2 separate regions of the Ovis aries genome follow, and region 1 is linked to region 2. A link is a contact called in public Hi-C data. All regions are on one chromosome and are shown on one strand. The core of a region is the stretch at or near the end of the contact, and the rest is flanking DNA. Distances in the headings are between cores, read along the strand shown.

What was found. Hi-C and Micro-C count contacts between places; a contact is called where the count stands out from the background.
Region 1: a Hi-C map of hypothalamus shows a contact between it and region 2, with 2.9 times the contacts expected there. The contact joins the enhancer-like site here to the promoter of PTPRS in region 2. A contact is called at or near these places in 3 of 16 Hi-C or Micro-C datasets (hypothalamus, muscle and tail adipose tissue).

The regions. Positions count from the first base shown.
Region 1 is chr5:16,837,716-16,843,852 of ARS-UI_Ramb_v3.0, forward strand. PTPRS (protein tyrosine phosphatase receptor type S) reads left to right here. Exons shown (of 35, transcript XM_060416308.1): 11 at 96-401; 12 at 1,632-1,825; 13 at 1,967-1,993; 14 at 4,665-4,782. Among named protein-coding and RNA genes, the nearest start is that of PTPRS, 88 kb to the left of the region's middle. Within about 2 kb of position 4,341, at least 9 of the 54 cell types and tissues checked have an H3K27ac peak or open chromatin away from gene starts, as enhancers often do. A contact at or near this core is called in hypothalamus, where this site is marked.
Region 2 is chr5:16,750,948-16,756,818 of ARS-UI_Ramb_v3.0, forward strand. It overlaps PTPRS (protein tyrosine phosphatase receptor type S), which reads left to right and starts at 1,671. Exons shown (of 35, transcript XM_060416308.1): 1 at 1,671-1,819.

The DNA of each region.
Region 1 (6,137 bases), core at 3,091-5,590, 89 kb after region 2:
TTTATTTTCTCTTTCCCATCTTTTGTTTCCCCACCCCCTCCCCGCCCATCCCGCCTCCCTTCCCCACCCCCCACGTTCTCCGCCCCCCTCAATAGAACCGTCAGCCCCCCCTCAAGATGTTAAGTGTGTCAGCACGCGCTCCACGGCCATTTTGGTAAGTTGGCGCCCGCCGCCGCCGGACACGCACAACGGGGCCCTGGTGAGCTATAGCGTCCGCTACCGACCGCTGGGCTCGGAGGACCCGCAACCCAAGGAGGTGAACGGCATCCCCCCGACCACCACCCAGATCCTGCTGGAGGCGTTGGACAAGTGGACGGAGTACCGCATCACGGCCGTCGCTCACACAGAGGTGGGACCAGGGCCTGAGAGCTCGCCCGTGGTCGTCCGCACCGACGAGGACGGTAAGCACCGACCCCGGCCCACGACCCCCAGGCCCCAGCCTGGCCCCCCGCTGCCGAGCCTTCCGTCCCTGGAGAACTGGGCTGGCTGGTGGTCAGAAGGTACAAAACAGGCAGGAGAGGGCTCCGTGAGAAGTCATCCCGGGCTCCTTGATCTTGGAATTCTCCGTACTGGGCCTTCTGGGCTGCATTTTCTTTGAGCCTTGGGCCTGGAACATTAAGCAGGCAGTGTCCTGTATTTTGGTCTGGCAGTGGAGTGTAAGAAACAGCAAGCAACGCTGGCGGGAAAATTAAGAGGTCCGTGGGACCCCAGACTCTTGAGATAACCCAGGATTTGGAGCTCCTTGGGTCTGAGCCATCCGACCTAGAAAGTAAGGAGATGGCATGCTGAGGATGGTTAACCACCAGCTCCCTGGGCTCGTGGACTGATTTGCAGTGCTGGCCAATTTCTGTGCTGTATATCCCCACTGCTGCCACACTAGAAAGTTGTAAGGTGCTAGTCACATAGTAGAAGCTGAGGTTCATGGGGGGAAATGAAGCAGGCAGCTCCCCCAGTAAGACTGCAGGAAACCCAGGCCAGTTGCTTTCTGGGCCATTGGCCTGGAAGGTTTGGTTGGCAGCTCCACATTTTGTCCTAAGCATGGGGAAGAGATGAAGCCCTTCTTCATGCCAGATATTGGGGTCAGGGGCAAGGTGAATGGCGAGGGCTCTGAGCTTGGGGACTGGCTGAGAGAGTGCCCCAGTGTGGAGTGGGCTGGCTGCACCCTGGAGTGTAGGGGAGCCTGCAGCTGAACTGCCTGGATTCCCATCCCGGCATCGTCTCTTAACAACCCTGTGATCCTGGAGTCAACTCTCTGTGCCTCAGTTTCCCCATCTGTAAAGTGAGCACAAGAGCCCCTATCTGGCAGGAGTGATCTGAGGGTGGAGTCAGTGTGGGTAAACTCTTTGGATGGGGCATGCAGGACCCGGCCATGTCTGGTGGCCTTGGGCACGTGGTCTAGGCTCTGAGAGCCGCAGTTGCCAATCTGTAAAGAGGGTGCACCATCAGGGCTCACTCCCTGGGCTGTGGGAGGTGTGCGAGAGGTACTCCCTCCTCGCCAGTGGGGAGCGCTCAGAGCGCCCGGTTAACCGGCAGTCACTCGTCACCCTGGCATCGGGCAGTGGCGCTGCCCGGGCGGGGCTGGGCACCCCAGTAACGGCCCCGCCCGCCCCCCCCTCCCCTCCTCCCGCCAGTGCCCAGCGCGCCGCCGCGGAAGGTGGAGGCGGAGGCGCTCAACGCCACGGCCATTCGCGTGCTGTGGCGCTCGCCCGCGCCCGGCCGCCAGCACGGCCAGATCCGCGGCTACCAGGTCCACTACGTGCGCATGGAGGGCGCAGAGGCCCGAGGGCCGCCGCGCATCAAGGACATCATGCTGGCCGACGCCCAGGTGGGCGGGGCTCTGGGCGGGGCCTGGGGGCAGGGCGGGGCGGGGTCCCTGCGCTCCTGCCCTCCCGCTGCTTCTCTCTTTCTCTCTCTGGCTACCTCGCTCACCTCCTCCTCTCTCTCCTGCCGCCTCCTCCCCGCTCAGTGGGAGATGGACGACACGGCTGAATATGTAAGTAGCGCCCCCCCAGCCACTGTCAGTGCTGTGAGCCCACACCTCCCTGCACGCCCCTTGTAAAAGGGTCTCCTCCCCTGGGCCCCCGTGCATGCCCAGTTTACCCCTTGGAGCTTGGAGTGTACAGCCTCGTTTTCGCATCAGATAAATGGATACCTGCTGGGGACCCCGGAGGTATCCATTAGCCTTCTTAGCTGCGTGGCCATTGGACTCCGCTGGCCCTTTGCCTCCCCACCCCCGTCCCCTAGGCTAGCTCCCCGCTGTGGTCTCCCACACATCTTCCCTCCAGCTGTTTCCACAGCATTGCCCACCCTCCTCCACCTTACAGCCTCCCTTAATGGACCCAGGCCTGGGAAGTTAGAACAGTCACTTTCCCACCTAGCCTGACTCTCATCACTTGGCTCAGCCTTCCCTCACCTTGAAATTTGTCTCAGGCCAAAGTGCCCCTCCCCTTCATTTTGGCTCTGGAGTGTGGGGGGAGTGGTCCTTGGGCCCCAGGTGGGACAAGAGGCCTGTGGAACAACTGTTTCTACCCCTTCCAGCTTTCTCTGGAGGCCCTGAACCAGAGTCAGGATGACTGTGTGGCTCTAGGCGAATCACTGCCTCTTGGGCTGTCTTTCTGCTCCTAAGATGGGGGCCACAGGCTCTTCTGAGATCCCCAAACCCAATGTTAGATTAACACAGCCTCACCCGTTCCAGTGGCTTTGCCTTGTACTCCCCACTCCCATCCCAGTTTTGGGGGGACATTCCCATGTGGCTCCAGGTTAGCTTCTCCAACCCACGAAGACCCTGGGAAGGATAATGTCTGAGGCTCAGGGGCAGGAGACCCCTGTTCGTGCATCCTGGCCCCCCTCCTTGTGCTCCTGGGGCCACCCCACCGCTCCCAGGCATGGCTGACGTGTTGGTGGGTGTGCATGGATGGAAACATGGGCACACGTGTGCCTGTGGGGGAGGTCAGGGTGCTCTGTCAGTCACTGAGGGAGCAGTGAGTAACTGAGCACTTCCTCTAGTGTAGATCTCTGCTAGGTGCCGTGGACACAGCGGTGGCCAGGACAGCCCTGAGCCCAAGGGGGGTCATGGTCCAGGGGAGAGGGATATTACTTGGAACACGCACAAATGCCTGTCTAGTTACAGCTCTGGTGAGGAAGGGGTGTAGACAGTGGTGTAAAGGCTTGAACGGTCAGCTGTCCAGGCAGGCGGGCAGGTGGGCACAGTCCTGACTGGTGTGGCATTTACCCTTCTCCATGGTGTAAACATTCCCACCACGTCAATTTCAAGCTACCAGTCAGGTTTGCGGTAGCTCATCATTGTATAGTATTTCTGTTAAACAGATATGAGAGATGGATGTGGGTGAACAACAGGGTCGTAATATGTAGCACAGGCAACTGTTCAGTATCCTGTGACCTTGTTACCTCTTGGAGCTTGTAGCCTCAGTTTTGCATCAGGTAAATAGGTACCTGCTGAGGACCCTGGAGGTATCCACTAGCCCTCTTACCTGAGTGGCTCCTGGACCATAGTAGAAAAGAAAATGAAGGGAAAAAAGTTTAAAAATATACTGCTGCAAACTTGTTACAATTTCAGATATAATTTTAAAAAAGAATAACCTTGAAGGCATAAGTATTAGTTAACACAGTAAAATAATTAAGGAGGAACGGGTTTGAGTATTTACTCCCTTTGTTTTTACTATTTATTTGATTGTACATTTATATAACTTCATTTTTCATAGTTTTTTAAATTTTATTGTTTCCGGCTGTGCCGGGTCTCCGTTGCCGTGCAGGCTTTTCTCCTGCTGCAGTGAGCCTGGGCTGCTTGTTACAGTGGCTTCTCTCGGTGCAGAGCGCAGCCTCTAGGGCGCTCAGGCCTCAGGAGTTGCGGCACGTGGGCTCAGTGGTTGTGGCTCCAGGCTCTAGAGCACAGGCTTAGTAGCTGTGGTGCATGGTTGCTCCACCACATGTAGGATCTTCCCTGACCAGGGACTGAACCCGTGTCTCCTGCATTGGCAGGCAGATTCTTTACCACTGAGCCAACAGGGAAGCCTCTATAATTCATTTTCCATCATCACTGTGTTTTAAGAACTGGCTTGCAGATTTTCTGAAAGCCTGACTCTTGGCTTTTGAGAGCTGTTGTAAGGAATCTCCAGCACTCCAAGGGACATAGTGGAGGCAGGGGGGACAGCCAGTGCAAAGGCCCCAGGGCGGGGCTGTGTCCGGTGTGTAGGAGGAATAGCCAGGAGGCCCATGTGGCTAGAGCAGAGTGAGCGAGGGAGGGGACAGGGCAGCTCAGTCAGGGCCTTGTGGGCAGCAGGCGGTGGGAGGGACTTGGGCTTTTGCCCGTAGGGAACTGGGAGTCCTGGAGGGCTGTGGTCAGGTGCTCACACACGCCCTCTGGAGGCCACTGCAGGGAGGACAGACTGGGTGGGAAAGCGTGGTAGCTGGGGACCAAAGCAGGGGGCTGGGCATTGCCCTGGTCCAGGTGGGCCATGACTGGTGTCATGAGGCCACGTGTGCCCATCTCAGCATGAACATGCTACGTGTTGAGATCTGTGGCATGAGCTCGGGTGCACGTCTCTGCCCGCGGACTGGGCCCCGCGTCCGCCTGGCTTGTCCCTGGCACGGGGAGGAGGGTGGGCAGCCCAGGCTGCATCACTGATCGCCACCCCTGCCCGCAGGAGATGGTCATCACAAACCTGCAGCCTGAGACTGCCTATTCCATCACGGTAGCCGCCTACACCATGAAAGGCGATGGCGCTCGCAGTAAACCCAAGGTGGTAGTGACCAAGGGAGCAGGTACGAGACTGTCACTGACCCTTTGCCCTCAGAGCGTCCTTGCAGAGTTCTTGAGCCCATGGTGCGTGGCGGGGCGGGAGGGTGCACCAGGAGGGAGGAGCAGAGCAAAGTGTGGGGGTTGTTCAAGAGGACACCCAGACTCAGCGTGGTCCAGCCCCATTCAGCTCCAGCTAGATGGAAACCTTCAACACCCTACTCTTTTTGTTTTTCTTTAACATATTGATTTGGTTGCGCTGAGTCTTCGTTGTGGCGTGTGAACTCTTACATGCTGCGTGTGGGATGTAGTTCCCCCACCAGGGATCAAACCCGGGCCCCCTGCGTTGGGAGCACAGAATCTTAGCCCCTGGATCACCAGGGACATCTCTTAAACAGGCAGTTCCTAACTTCTCACCCTCTGCCTCCTGTTCCCCCTGTGCTGATAACCCTTCTCCCAGCTGGCTGTCTCCTCCACATCCTGTAGGTCTTTGATTAGTCTCCCTCCTTGAGAAGCCTTCTCCAGCCACCCGCCTCACCCCCCTTCCAGCCAACAATCGTGACCAGCTCTGCTCTCTGCCCCACCTGCCTCCCCCATCCCAGCTCCGATCCCCACAAGCAGGTTGTCATTTCAGGGTCGTGTCTCCATCTCCCCCATGGTACCATGAAGCCTCCTCTCCTGGCAGCCCTGCCTTAGTTTCCCCTCTGGCTCCTCCTGTCAGTCCTGAGAGGCTGGTTTTTCACCAGCCAGGATTAGCTGAGTGAGGAGAGAGGCAGCTGTGAAAACCTAAGGGGAGGGCATTGCAAGCAGAGAGCATAACCCAAGCAAAGGCTCAGAGAGGGGAACAAGCTTGGTGTGTTCCAAAACAGAGAAGGACCCCCATGGCCTCCATCTTTCTTCTCACCACAGATCCTGATATTCAAGGCCGCCCAGCTGGACACGGCATGCCTTCACACTGTTGCTGGCCCATGCCCCCTACTGTGCTCTTCACCTGCCTAGTATCTTTGTCATCCAGCATCCAGCTCCCATGTTACCACCTCCAGGAAGCTTCCCATGTCTCTCTTGCCTCTCTCAGGGATGTTGTGTTAGAGTCATGCTTGCTAAGCAGAACCTGCCGCATACACTGTGACTGTTCATACCACCTTCCATTAAAGGCCCTGATAAGTCCTCCAGCAGAGAAGCCTGGTTTCACGTGTAGCACTTCAGCACTGCAGGACTTCTCAGGACTTTGATGCATTGATTACTACCCAAACTGTGAGAACCATGGGGGGCAGAGACAGGGTTTTAGACACTCCTCCATTCCATTGATGCTAATGAGGCGCTGGCAGGAGGCAGGAGACAAGTGACTTGTTCACTCGAGATGCAGAGATGAGGGCCTGCT
Region 2 (5,871 bases), core at 421-2,920:
CTGCAAACCTGCACTGGCCGCTGGGAAACTCCAGGCTTAATTTAGGTTCCCTGTTTAATTATTCATCCTCTCCTCTCTTGTCTCCTATTTATGACTTCCGCCTTTTTGTTTTGTTCCCTGGGGTTAATGCCTTTTGTTTATATCTGCATCTTTGGCCAGGAATGAATGAATCAACGATTTGTGAGGAAAACCCCCCCAAATTCTAAACTTGAGTCCTTTTATGCGCATGAGGCCCTCTTCAAACTCATACCTTGATGAAATAAGATGCTTCCAACCGGTTCAGAACACAGTCATTTGATGCGCAATCTTGTTTGGCATCTTTGAGCCCTCCAGCCCTCCATGGTAATCTTTCCCTTTTTTCTTTCTGTCCTTTCCCCCTCACTGTCCCATTTTCATGTGCCAACTATGCGCCAGGCAGGCACCCTACCACACTTCATCCTTACACTCTCTCTCTTGTGAGCAACGGCCACCTTGCTCCATTTCACAGATGGGAAACTGAGACCCAGGGAGGTGGAGCAAACACATTTTGCAGGTGGAAAAGCTGAGATAGGGCCCCACACAGCAAGCCAGTGTTTGAGCTGGGGTTCCTACTGTGGTTTGCCTTGCCTCAAGGGCAGCAGGTGATGGTAATTAGGTGAGAGGTTTGGAAAGTGCTTACTCTGCAGGAAATGTTCCCTCATTCATGCAATCAATAAGCTAGGATCTCCAGGCCCCACGGAGGTACACCCTAGCATGATCAGAATAAAATCAGGATGATGGCATAGATAATGGAGCTTAGGGTGGCCGATGGCCATAGTCAAGGAGGGCTTCTTCCAGGTGCTGCCGGTTGAACAGAGACGGGAGAGAAGAACTGGGGAAGATGCTGTGCTAAGTCGCTTTGGTCCTGTCCGGCGCTTTGCCCCTCTATGGAGTGTAGCCCACCAGACTCCTTTATCCAAGGGATTCTCCAGGCAAGAATACTGGAGTGGATTGCCGTGTCCTCCTCCAGGGAATCTCCCCAACCCAGGGATCTAGCCCTCATCTGTTTGCATCTTCTGCATTGGCAGGCGGTTTTTTTTTTTTTTTTTTTTTTTACCACTAGCGCCACCTTGGAAGACCCAGAAAAATCCCCGGGCGGGGGTGGGGGGAGGCGTGGGGGGGGGGGGTGTGTGCCGCGGGGAAGACTGTGCCAGGTGAAGGAACAGCAGGAGCAAGATCTTGTCAGGAGTGAGTAGACTGGAAGAACTGTAAGATGCTGGTTTGGCTTAAGCATGGACACCTGGAATAAGGTGGTGGGTGCCAGTGCGGAGAAGTGAGTCTCACAGAAGAGGTTGGAATTTATACAGAGGGCACTGGAAAGCCAGGGCAGAGTCTAGACCAGGAGATGGCAAGCACCATGACCCTTGTGCCAAGTGCCCTGGGGCTAACGGGGGGACCAGCGGGCAGAGGGGTCCCTGGTGCTGTCCCTCGAAGCCCCACACCCCCACGTGCTCCTACAGCCCTTTAAACGCCCCGGCCCACGTGCCCCCGCCAAAGCCGCCTCATTGGCCGAGGGGCGTGGCGGCTGCGCGGCTGCGCAGTGACGCGCCATAGCGGGCCCCGCCCCCGGCCGGCGGCGGCGGCGGTGGCGGAAGGGATGACGTCACCGGCTGGGGGGGCGCGCGAGCCGGCGCGAGGGGAGCGCGAGCCGCAGTGAGTGTCCTCGCGCCGCCCGCCCGGCAGCCCGGCCGGCGCGCGCACGCCGCGAGCCGCTGGCGCTCGGGCTCCGCTCGAATCCCATGCAACAGCCAGGATGTGAAGCGGGGCAGAGCCGGGGGAGCCCAGCCCAGCCAGCCTCCAGGTAAAGGGGGAAAAATAATCTTGAATTCGATTCAAAGAAATGCAGGCGCTCCAGTGGGGGTCTTGGAGACGGCGGAGTGGGCAGCGCGCCGGCTTTGTGCCGGGGAAGCCTGTACGGCCATTGTGCTTGGAGGATGCTCCGCTGCAGCCGGCTGCACGCCCAGCCGCTGCGCCGGGCAGGCTACGTCCGAACAATGCCCCTGAGAGGCTGGGCCGGGGTGGGAAGGGGCTGCGGGGGATGGGGCTCGGCGGGCGGGGCTGGGGGTTTCGCGGCCGGGAGGGGGCTGGGCTGGACTCGCCCGGAGCGCGGCGTTGGAAGCTGCCCAGCGCCGCCGGCTGCACCACCCCGGGCTGCGGGCGGGGCAAAGGCGCGGAGGGAGGACGCGCGTATGTGCGGAGGGGGTGCTGGCCCCGGCGGCGCCCAGCCAGGCTCCCCGGGCGGGTTCCGGAGGCAGGGGGCGCTGTGCTGGGGCTGGGGGGCGCGCGGGCGGCCCGGAGTGGAGACAAGCCCGGGACAGGTGCCTCCAGGTGAGAGCGAGGAGGGCACCGACTGGACGGTGCGCCCAGGGTAGCTGTTGTGCCCTCCGCCTTCGCTCTTTAATCCCCCTCCTCTAGAGACCCCCTACTCAATGCTGTCTCCCCCTAGCGCCCTCTCGGTCTCATCTATCCTTTGATGGGGGGTGGCCCTCCGCTACCTTGCCTTGCCCCACCCTTTTGCGGACCCATCGCCCCTCTCATATCCCCCAAGTGGGGCAAGACTCAGCCCCCAGCCCCAGGGACCCTGGCGGACGGGCGGACGGGCGGGCGGGCGCGCGTGCCGGGCGCCCGACCTCCCCTAGGAGCTGGGGCCCCCATGGGGATCCCGGGAGAGGGGAAGCCGCCCCTTCAGCTGCTAGCCTCGCGGGTTCTGCACGCCCTGGGAGCCCCCTTGGGGGCTGGGAGGAGGGGCGGTGACGTCATCCCTGGGGGCGGAGCCGTCGGAACCAGGTTGAAGGGGGCGCGGGGGCCCCCTTACCCAGAGGGAAGCCCTCCCCCCCACCCCGAGTTAGAGCGCCGGTACTCTGGGCGCGAGGGTTTCGACCGAGTTACGGCCAAGTTCACCGCTCCTTATGGAAACATTGCCACATTTAGGATTCCACCTGTCCACAAATCCTCGATACTTACCCCCACGAAACTCCCCGTAAATCAGAGAACCCACTTCAACTGCTTTCTCTCTGAAATTCTCAAATCAGAGAATCCCCCCCAACCCCAAGTGGAATCTTTTTTTGTCAGCCACACACACACCCCCACCCCCCCAGTCTGGAATCTCCTCTTATGTGATCCTTCCCCCGATTTCAGACCTTCCTCTAGTAGCTCCGTAAATATGCAGCTTTTCGGAATGTCCTTTCCTCTGCAGTCCTTCCTTAAGTTTAGCCACCCCCTTGGGTCCTCATCCCCAAAACGTAGGAACCTCCCCAGCGCTTCCATCTGGGGAGTGGTGCCTCCCTTCCCCTTCTAGGGCTCAGCTGGGATTCCCCTGTTCCCCCCATCTCCATCTGCGAGAGTCCTCGTTCTGAGCGTGGGGCCCTTCTGCCTCCCGCCAGACCCCTGAAAAACCAGCCTGGCCAACAGCTCGTGAATTGGGGAGGGAGGTGTCTGAGGCGTCCAGGCTGGGCATGAGGACTCTGAGAAGCAGGGACAAAGCCGAAGGGCCCTCGAGGGTGTTGAGGTCGGGGTCCCACCCGCTCTGGGCCCCCGGTGGTCTCCCCCGCTAGACTTTGGCAGTTGGGGTTCTGGCCTTTCATCAGTGTTCCCCACTGTTGCTGTTCCGGGGTGCGGGGGGCGAGGGTCCCTTTTGTTTGGGGCATGCTGCTTCCCTCTCTTCCACCCGTGAGCAGAGCCAGCCAGCCCGCGACTCCACTCCTGCCGATAGCAGCTGCTGCTGCTGGAGCTTTTATTAATGGCCGAGGGACTGGGTCGATTCTGCTATTTGCATAACGCCCCTCCCCCCACCCAGGGTCCCCTTCCTTTGTGCCCCCCTCCCCCTGCCAATCTCGCCTGCCTTCTGTCCCTCAGATCTCTTCTTCCTCTGCCAGCTGATACTTTGGCTACGGAAGGAAAGCAGCTGGGGCTGGGGGCGGCTGCTTTCCGCCCCCGTCAATCCCAGAGCCCACCAACTTGGGCCTGGGTCTCCGTCTGGATCCCCATCCCCACTCCCCCGCAATGCCTGCGGAGGGGACATCTCCGGATGCCTGCTGTCCTGTCCCCCTTCTTCCCCTGACTCCAGAAAGCTTCATCTTGCCCCGTTCCCTGGGCCCGGGGGACACCTTCAACGTGACGGTGCACTTCTGCTTGGGGCCCTGGTCCCCCCAGCCCCCTGGGGGCAGCCACCTGCAATTGTCCTGAGAGTTGGTATAATTGGGCTCAGGCGAACAAAACGTCGAGGGAGACCCGGCCTGCCTGGTGAGCTCATGCGCTTTTCTATTCCTGCCACCCAGTCGATGACATCGGCCCCCCAGGGGGTGAAGAGGACTGGTGCTGTCATGTCAGTACCTGTCCTGCCAGGAGAGGCCAGGCCTGGCCCACTCCCCATTCTCTGCGGAGGTGGGGAGGGGAGGCGGAGGCATGGGTCATTCTGATGTGGCCGGGGTATGGCATTGGAGGGTGCTACTGGGGTGCAGGCCAGCCTCCTTGGGGTGAACCGTGCTCCCCCATGGTCCCATGCCTTGAGGTAGGCACAGAGGGAGGGCACTGCCAGCCAGGTGCCCGCTTACCGCCCGCACAGGCATCGTCACCCACTGACAGTGCTTCTGTTTCTAGCTCCTTGGATCATTCCTAGTGCCTTTCTTTTTCCCCTGCTTCCCTGGGGGATCCTGGGCATCTTTGCCTGGCTGGGGGCCCCATTCGGAGACCTGAGGCGTTTTTGTCCCAGTACCAAAACGGTGGTTCTGGGCCGAGTTGTCAGAGCAGGTGGAAGGGGAGAAGCTCCTGGATGTTAGGAGTTTAGTGGTGGCATCTGCAGGGGACAATTCTGGAACCATGACTGTGTGTCCATTTTCTTTGGGCCACTGAGAGCATGGGGGTCTGCCTGGCCTCCACTAGATCGGGATCGGTCTAGGGGACAGCTCCACCTCTCCTTAGCAGACAGCTTTCCATGGATGACTCAGTTTCCCCTTCTACCATCTGGGTGGGCACGCAACAGCCCGTCACAGATGTTGGAGCACCATACATCTCCAACTGCTTCTCCCAGGAGCCAGGCGCTGGGAGACCTGTGGCTGTGCTGATTACTCCAGCCTGAAGGATGGTCAGAGAGGTGGCCGGGCAGGGAAGGATCGGGTAGTGCCTACGTGGCTCTGAGACGCAGCCCCTCACAGCCCCAAGTTTCACCTGCTTCCTGTGACTTTAGTGCAGCCACTGCTTGGAGGGGGCGGGCGGGGTGGGGGCCACCACCGATAGAGTTCAGGATGGAGAGGAAAACCCTAAAAATAAAGACGGATATTTATAAACCTGGCGGGTTTGGGGGATAATTGACAAAGCTTATGCTTTCAGCTGAAAGCAATTCCCACCCCCACCCCCTTTTACAACCCCGACTCTTTAGGTTCCATTTGTAGAGGCATCTGGAGCCAGAGGAAGGTTCTTGGGAAGTGCAGTGGCTCGACAGGCTCCTTGTGGGCTGTGGTGTCCTCTCTGGGGGGAGGGGGAGGCCTTGTGCTTCTGGAGAGAGGCAGGGGGCCTGGCCAGGGGCTCCAAGACGCCACCCTGCTTTCCTCTGCACCCAGAACAGCCTTCTGGCACACCCTCCGTGGGCGGGCGTCCCATTTCCCAGAATTTACAAGGAGGAGGTGCCCCTGTCTTGCCCTTGCTCTGTCCTTCCCCACCGCAAAAGATGCCCAGCGGGCGGTGGTTGGGGGGGATGTGGAGAGACCCCAGCTGCCCACCAGGCAGGGGGCTCACAGTGGGGACAGGCGACAAGATCCAGGTACCAAGCCAATAAAACCCTGTGTGGAGCTGTGGACAGAAGAAAAGTCACACCACTGCGCTGGGGAGAACAAGGGCTTTTCAGATGGTTTTAAA